2 separate regions of the Mus musculus genome follow, and region 2 is linked to region 1. The links are chromatin contacts, called in public promoter capture Hi-C maps. All regions are on one chromosome and are shown on one strand. Each heading gives the region's core, a stretch centred on a gene start, on an enhancer-like site or on the middle of the called end of the contact. The rest is flanking DNA. Distances are from core to core; before and after follow the strand shown.

What was found. Promoter capture Hi-C pulls out the DNA fragments that hold promoters and counts their contacts.
Region 2: a contact with region 1 is called in a promoter capture Hi-C map of liver. The contact joins the promoter of Tsc22d2 here to the enhancer-like site in region 1. A contact is called at or near these places in 15 of 39 promoter capture datasets (the 3T3-L1 cell line, 3T3-L1-derived adipocytes, the SN4741 cell line and 9 more), 1 of 15 datasets of contacts at CTCF or cohesin (the NIH/3T3 cell line), 10 of 484 Hi-C or Micro-C datasets (bone marrow-derived macrophages, cerebral cortex, embryonic fibroblasts and 7 more), 18 of 115 datasets of contacts at active chromatin or transcription factors (the NIH/3T3 cell line, SST interneurons, acute myeloid leukemia and 11 more) and 1 of 9 other capture datasets (pancreatic islet).

Annotation. Positions count from the first base shown.
Region 1 is chr3:58,143,707-58,147,569 of GRCm38.p6, reverse strand. The region is part of intron 4 of Gm40056 (a long non-coding RNA gene); the gene reads right to left. 1700007F19Rik (RIKEN cDNA 1700007F19 gene) reads left to right here. Exons shown (of 6, transcript NR_040538.1): 5 at 746-797. Among named protein-coding and RNA genes, the nearest start is that of 1700007F19Rik, 18 kb to the left of the region's middle. Within about 2 kb of position 1,464, at least 8 of the 459 cell types and tissues checked have an H3K27ac peak or open chromatin away from gene starts, as enhancers often do. A contact at or near this core is called in liver, where this site is marked.
Region 2 is chr3:58,413,073-58,416,878 of GRCm38.p6, reverse strand. Tsc22d2 (TSC22 domain family, member 2) reads right to left here and starts at 2,159. Exons shown (of 4, transcript NM_001081229.2): 1 at 1-2,159. The coding sequence starts at 1,190.

The DNA of each region.
Region 1 (3,863 bases), core at 215-2,714:
AACCATCAGACTGAGCGTGGAGTCCCCAATGGAGGAGCTAGAGAAAGGACTGAAGGAGCTGAAGGGGTTTGCAACCCCATAGGAACAACAACAATATCAACCAACCAGACCCCCCAGAGCTTGCAGGGACTAAGCATGGCTCCAGCTGCATATGTAGCAGAGGATGGCCTCGTCAGGAATCAATGGGAGGAGAGGTCCTTAGCCGTATGAAGGCCTGATAGATGCCCCAGTGTAGGGGAACTGAGGGTGGGGAGGTGTGAGTGGGAAGGTAGGTGGAGGGACACCCTCATAGAAGCATGGAGAAGGGGTATAGGACAGGGAGTTTCTGGGAGGGGGAAACAGGAAAAGGGGAAAACATTTGAAATGTAAATAAAGAAAATATCCAATTAAAAAAAAAGGGATTTGCTGCTTATAGAAATTTGGCAAGCCCTTGTCACTGGGCTCTGGAGGAAGAGTTAGGATCAGATAAGAGTATTCACATTTGGGCTGATGCAAGGATCAAGGTGAACAAAACCAAGGAATGTGTGACTTGGGGACTTTGCTTATTGCTTTGTTTGATTACTACCTGGTGTGATCTTTGCTCTTTGCCTTGTTTAATCACTTTGTCTTTGATCTAAGAACTGACCCTATTCTCTGCTAGTACTTAGAATAGTGTAAAAGCTGACTGGGAAAAAAATTAACCCTCTTCAGCCTCAGCACTAGCTAGAGTCCTGTTATGTTTGTCTAATTGTCTTTTTCTTTTCAGTCCTCACTCCTGCCGTTGAGACCCTGTTGACTGACTGGGCTGGCTTGGTCAGGTAAGAAAAGTTTGTCTGTTCATTTTGTGTATATGGATGGATCTGTGATTTCCGATGTGCAAGAGACATGGAGCTGAGGCAGAACTATATCAGGCTCAGTTTTAAAAAGATGTTTAAAAAAACATGGTCACTGCATGCTTGCTTCTGACTGGTCTCTCCCTTGGATATATAAGTTTACTGTGTTTATTTATGTGTCTTGATTATAGCTTGGCTGCTACTGTTATAGCCAGCCATTGTGTTTGTTTGAATGTGTGAGCTTAAAGGATGTTTTGTGCTGTTCTACTTTAAGGGCCCATGATTCGATGAAGATGATACCCTGAACTCAAATAGTAAAATGAAAGAGTGTTTTATTCTGCAGAAGTCCAGCATCCTGGAGTCTCCCATTACCAGAATAGAGAGACAGCCAAGTGAGCTGTCAGGCCTGATTTAAAGCACATTAGGGAATTCCGGGATAGTTATCCTCTATGTTATTCTGTTGGGCCCATCTCTACAGACATTCCATTACTGGGTTGTGGGGGCTGGAAACTTGCTGGGGAGGTCTGGAACTGTTACTGAGGAAGTAGCTGAGGAAGTCTGGAAACTGCTGCTAACCTATTGTCCTTGCCTCAGGCCGGGTGACAGGGCAGCTTCTGAGGCAACTCTGGACTGACCTGGAATTGCTCAGTTCTTGGGAACAGAGATTTAGGCCTAGTCTCCTTAACTGCCCATTTGTAGCCTGTCATGGAATCAGCCTAGCATTCTCACTACTTTCTTGAGAATCTGGCTCTGGAATTGGGTTACGTATGGCTCACCCTTCTTCAGACTCGGCATGCTTTAAAAGGCTATGTCAGAGGTTAGAAACAAAAGAGATTATTGGCTTATTAGTTATTAGGTATGGTTAAAAATCTGTGACAAAAAGTTAACTTAAAACTTGTAACTTGGGGTTGGTAATTAAAAACCTCTGCTTAGATGATCTTAAAGAGACCATGTGACATTCTGTTCTGGGTAGCTTGCTGCCACCTTGAGCAGCAATACATGGTTGGTCGTTATCTTTGATAGAGATGGAGAAGGCAGACATCATAGCTTCACCACCATTTTGACCAAGGGCAACCATGGTGGTATTGGCTGGCCAAGATCCTCAGAGATGCTTTTAAGCTGGGATAAGGTTTTTGTATACTTCCTTTCTGTCCAAAAACAAAACAAAACAAAACAAAACCAGGTAAAACAATGCCTGTTTAATAAGTTATTAAAGTTGCACCTCTGCGTGTTCATATACAAGAATGTAACTTGCTGGAAGCCAAACTTTGTAACATAAGAGTAACCCATTTGGCATTGATTTTAGAGACTTTAAATTGTTTTTACTGTTAGAGCTTGGCTTTGCCTTCTGAAAATTATGGTTGTGCTCTGTGTCTTCACTCTTTAAACAGGTTCTTTATTTTGATTTTGTAAGAACAAGAACACATAGTTGAAAACTTTTAAAAGTCATTTTAGAAAGTTTTGGAGTTTTAAAACTGGATGTTAAAATAACAACAGCTTTTTAAAAAATATATTTAAGTTTATAAGGCTGTGGGACATTTTAAAGCTTATAAGATATTTTATTATATTGTCTTTATTAATATATGATCTTAATAAGTAGGTAAGTAAAAGGCTAAAAATTAGGGCTACAGATAAACATGAGAGACTGAGGAATTCCTATCTTATGATACAGTAAGACAATGACCTGAACAGGTGTGACAAAGAACTTGGAACAGTTTTTTAGCCTATGGATCATAACCCCCCTTTATTTATTTTTTTTTACAGGAGTAGCTTAGGGTTGCCTTCATGTTGGATGTTTGCACCGTCATTCATAACAATGTCAAAAGTACAGTTGTAAAATAACAAGGAGAATAATTTTATGGTTGGGGGTCACCCAAACACAAAAACTTGTGTTAAGGGTTGGAACACCAAATGGTTGAGATCCACTGGCCTAGAAAACTTCTCTCCTTACCTAAGATCTATTCAGGCTAACAGAGACTGATTTAAGCACATAGGTCGAACTTCCTTGCTTTTGCTTGCATTGTTAAGCTGTAGCTATTTTGGTAAACTGAGTCACACAGGAAATTGTTATGTTCTATAATGGCACACCATGTGAGGATCAGGAGGGTTTCCAGTCTCTTTATATACTCTGCTTATGAGTTAAAAGTTTTATTTTGATACTAAAAGAACTTCAATTTAGAAATCATTATTTTTAAGGCTAACCCTAACGGGGATGAAATGTAAAGTCCTATTCTTATAGGACTTTACTATAAACTGTTATATTTTACTTTACTATAAACTGTTACATATATATTCTTATAGGACTTACTATAAACTGTTAAGGATAATTAAGAAGTGGAGGTTAATAGTCTGTCACCTTATATGTGCCCCAAATGTTTGTGTTCAGAACTATATTTTAGTTATATTAAGTACTAATGTTATTTAGCCACCTGTGGTATGCTTTCATAAAGCAAGTAACTAAAGACAGACACAGATTGTTTAACTCAGATGTGCTTAATAGATCCTGGCTCTCAATCATGTCAGAGATCTGCTGAATACGGCATTTAAGATGTTTAAACTTTGCCTAGCAAAGTAAGGTTAGTCCCTCCCATGGTGCTTCTCCACAGAAAAGCCTCTCATCTTCTGGACCTGGTGGCTAACGACTGATGCTTCTGACTCCAATGCCACAGGAGCCTGGGACTGCTGCCTCGGCAATGGACTATACACTAGTCTCTGACATTTTGAATGATACATTGGACATTTAAATTATAATTTATCCTTCTCAGGTCTCTGATCATATTGATAGCTAAACTAAGCTTTGCTTTACCAGCTAGGGAACAACAGGTTACTAGCTCCTTCTCCCAAGGCTGCAACCACCTTGATAGCTCATTAATGAGTTCATTAGTTAGTTAAAGCTACTAGGTCTCTTATTAAAGAAAAGTCCTCCCCAAAACATGGTCAGGCTGTCACAAGAATACCCCACTATGCTGGTACCAATTTGTCTTAGTCAGGGTTTCTATTCCTGCACAAACATCATGACCAAGCAAGTTGGGGAGGAAAGGGTTTATTCGG
Region 2 (3,806 bases), core at 910-3,409, 270 kb before region 1:
GAAGCAGAGGTGGCGCTAGCGCTGGTAGACAAGGGCTGCGCAGGGCTTGGCGGCTGCAGGGCCACGTGCGGCGGCAGGTACTCACTCTGGCCGGATGGCTGCATCGGCAACAAATGCCCGGGTGGTATCTGAGGCTGGGGATAGGCGAACTGCTGTGACAACGAGGAGCCGCCGGCCGGGCCGGGCTGAGCTGCCAGGGCCACAGGCTGCGCCAGGTTGACATTCGGCGGCGGCGGCAGCCCCTGACCGACAGGCCCGGGGAGGGCGCCTCCGGCCACGGCTCCCTGGAGCTGGGTTGGCTGAACGGCTGCTGTCATTGGCTGCGGCCCGGTCGCCGCTCCCGGGAACGGCGGCAGCGACGCCGAACTTGGAGCCACAGCCCCACCTACGGGCGGTGGAGGCTGCGGCTGCCCGACGCTGAAACTCTGCGGCTGGGCGAGAGTGGGCTGGCTCATTTTCTCCGACGGGGGTAGCTGTGACACAGCAGTCAAGGAGCTGTCAGTTCCCGAGTCCAGCCCGTGCGCCCCCTGCATGGAGGCCACCACCACCACCACCGACCCTCCGGTGGCTCCCAGGCCGCTGTCCCGCTCCGCAGTCTGCTCCAAAGTATTGCTGTGTCTAATGCAATCCCCGGACCTGGTGAGGACGCTGCTATCCGAATCCCGCTCGTAGTATTCCATACACGTCCATCGGCCGCGCCGGTACGGCTCCCCGCTCCCGTGGTCTAGTTTGATCACGCGGAAACGCGAACTACAAGTGGCAGGGGGCTGAGATGGAGTTGCACTACTCGGCCCAGGAGTGGACACCGAAGCGGCGGCCGCCGCCAGGGTCTGGGCGAGTGCCCCCGCCACGCTCCGGGCCGACACGCCACCGCCGCCTCCGTTGGCGGGCGCAGCTGAAGCGGCTGCCAGCTGCCCATCCAGGATGAGGTTCGGGGACACGGTCCCGGGAGTTTCCGCATCCCCGACATTGTTGAGCGTCTCTTCCGAGGAGCTACGCTCGCACACCTCCTCCGGGCCGTAATCCGTGGCCCGGGAAACGTCGAAGATCTCGGAGGACACGTCCTCCGTGCGCGACTCGTCCGGGTCGTCCAGGCTCTCGGTGTCCTCGGTGATGCTGGTGGCCACCTGAGCCGTGGTGACACTGGTGATCTGGAAGCAGCTCTTCTTCTTGGCCGGCATCTTGGACATGGTGGAAGAGGCTGGAGGGCAGAGGCTCCTCTGGGACCCCACCGGAAACCGAGAAGGGCCGAGCACGGGCCCCCAAAGACAAAGTCCGAGTTCGCGCCTGGGTCTACGGCCCACGCCGCCAAGTCACGGGCTGCTCTGGGCGCCGGCGTCTCGGCGCGACATCCTCCTCCTCCCTCCTCACCTCCCGCGGCAGGGGTGCCTCAATTCAACTCCTCAGCGACGGCCCGAGCGTGGTCCAGGGGCGGGCCGGCTGCTCCAACAGCTCAGCCTCCGCGGTCAGTCCAGCCCGGCGCTCGGCGCGGTCAGCAGGCCCGGCTGGGGGTGGAGCGCAGGGCGCAGGAGGCGGCGGCGGCGGCGTGAGGGGCGGTTCTGCCCCGCTCGGGCTCTCCTGGCCGGGTCCCGCGGCTGCTCCCGCGCGGCGACGCGGAGGAAGAAGGCGGAGCGGCGAGGCCGGGACCGGCGCTTCCTGACGGACGGGGCTGGAGGTCCGCGGCGGGAGGCAGCCCTCCGTCCCGGGCTCTAGCCCGAGCGCAGTCCGGGGGCCATGCCGGCGGTGGCGGCGGAAGCCCGCTCGGGGGCGGGGAAGGCCGGCAGTCTGGCCTCCCTCAGGGAGCCACCCGCGGCGGCGGCGGGCCCGGCCTCCTCGCGGCTCTGAGGCGCGTGAGGGGCGGCGGCGGCGGCTGAAGGAACGGCAAGCGAGCGGAGGTGCTCGGCGGCGTGAGGGGAACCGGTGGCGGCGCCTTCCGCTTCTCCGCGGCGCGGCCGGCTCGGAGACTCCGGAGGGAAAAAACAAAACAAAACAAAACAGAAATTCAAACTGCTGAAGCAGCGGCTGCAGCTCCCTCCACTCGGCCAAGATGGGGCTGAAATGGCCGCGCCAGGGATGCTGGGAGGAGCAGCAGCCCCGCAGCCGCTGCCGCCGCAGACTAAAATGCCGCCGCTGCCGCAGCCACCGCCAGCGCCGCAGCCGCCGCCGTTCCGTGACGCGCCGGCGTCGTGACGTCACCGCCCCGCCCCCTCCGGTTTCCTGCGGCTTCGCGTGGAGGCTTGAGGGGGGTTCGTGGGCGGGGCCAAGGGGGTAGAGAAAAGGGAGCGGGTTCTTTTATTTAAAAAATTTTTAAATTTAAATTTCCACACTGCAGGTTCACTAGGAGAGGAAAAGCCAGAAGACGGTTTTAATTTGTAAGCCTGGGGCATCGCATGGTTTAGGGCCGGCGTGTGGCGATCCTGGATGACTGGAGGTCATGTGCTCGGTCTAATGTTTAGCATAGTCTTAGAGGAACCTGGGCGATAGGGGAAAAAAGTAGGGCGATCCAGCTGCCGAAGAGGTGCATAGCTGGAGAAAGCGAACCGGGTTAAAAGTCCTGAAAATATATGTTAACTAGGATAGTGGGAGAAGTGAGATTTAAGAGAAACGAGGGTGACTAACACAGAACATCAAGCCAGACTGAGTTAGAAAGATGATCTTTCAGACAGAAATTCTGTCTATAAAAAGCGGCGGCGACAGGGATGGTTACTTGCCCAAAGTAAAGTCGGTTTCGAAAAAGATTAGGAGTTAATAACATATTCCAAATTTTCACTTGTTGTGGTTCAAGGCTGGAAGAGTTCATTTAAACTTTCGAGACGTTGAACATGAAATCTGCTTATAGGTTCCAACGTTGAAAAGCCTACAGTGTTAAATAAGTGTAGCTCTTTTGATTGTTCTAAGGCTCCTGTTAGAGCCATGTTGTTCTTTGGTTTGCTTTGGATCATGCACAGTAAGAGAATACCTTTTTCTTCCACTACTAAGTCAGACAGCAGCTCTGAAAGTGCCACTGAATTTTTCCATCTTGTAGCTACTTCCCAATCAAAATCGAGTCTTGTTGTTATGAGACCTCTTGTAGCCCAGGCTACTTACTTAAACCAAAGTGGCCTTGAACTTGTAGTGAGCTTCCTGCCTCTGCCTCCCAAGTGCTGGCAAGTGTCTCCACATTGGGAGAGTGAGGATGTTATTTTAAACACCGACCACTCTTGAACTCTTGACACATGAAAACAACTCTAAGTTAGCTAAAATCTGAGAAGTTTTGCTGGAAATTAAGATGTCAGATTTGTTGCAGCTTTTAGAGATCATATCAGGCTGACTCGTTTAAAGTAGTTTACTCAGTTCTCTAATCTTTAAAGAACTCTTTGATCCAAAAACGGATTGAAAATTAAAATTTACACAACACTTTCTAGGTATTTAGCTGTAATGTATGGAGATAGATATTTTAAACTCAATAGAAACTGTCCTTCAAACCCAAGTGACAGAGGTCAGTATATAAACCAATACCTCACAGTAACATCCCTGCTTCTTGAGGGGGGCAGAAGAAAAAAGAAAATAAGTGTTACATGCTGGTGTTATTGTGGCCGAGATAGCTGAGGGAATGCTTCATTTCTAAATCTATAATTTCAGTAATTTCTCAAGACAGTACGTAGAAATAATTGGCTTGTTAATCCAATGTGAATTTATAAGAGATTATTTTAATGCTGATGTTAAAATTAATTATCAGTGGGTATTGTTGACCATAGGAGTTTCAGAAAAATAAAAACCACATGCTTGATCGTGACATTACATTATCTTATTAAATTTCCTTTTCT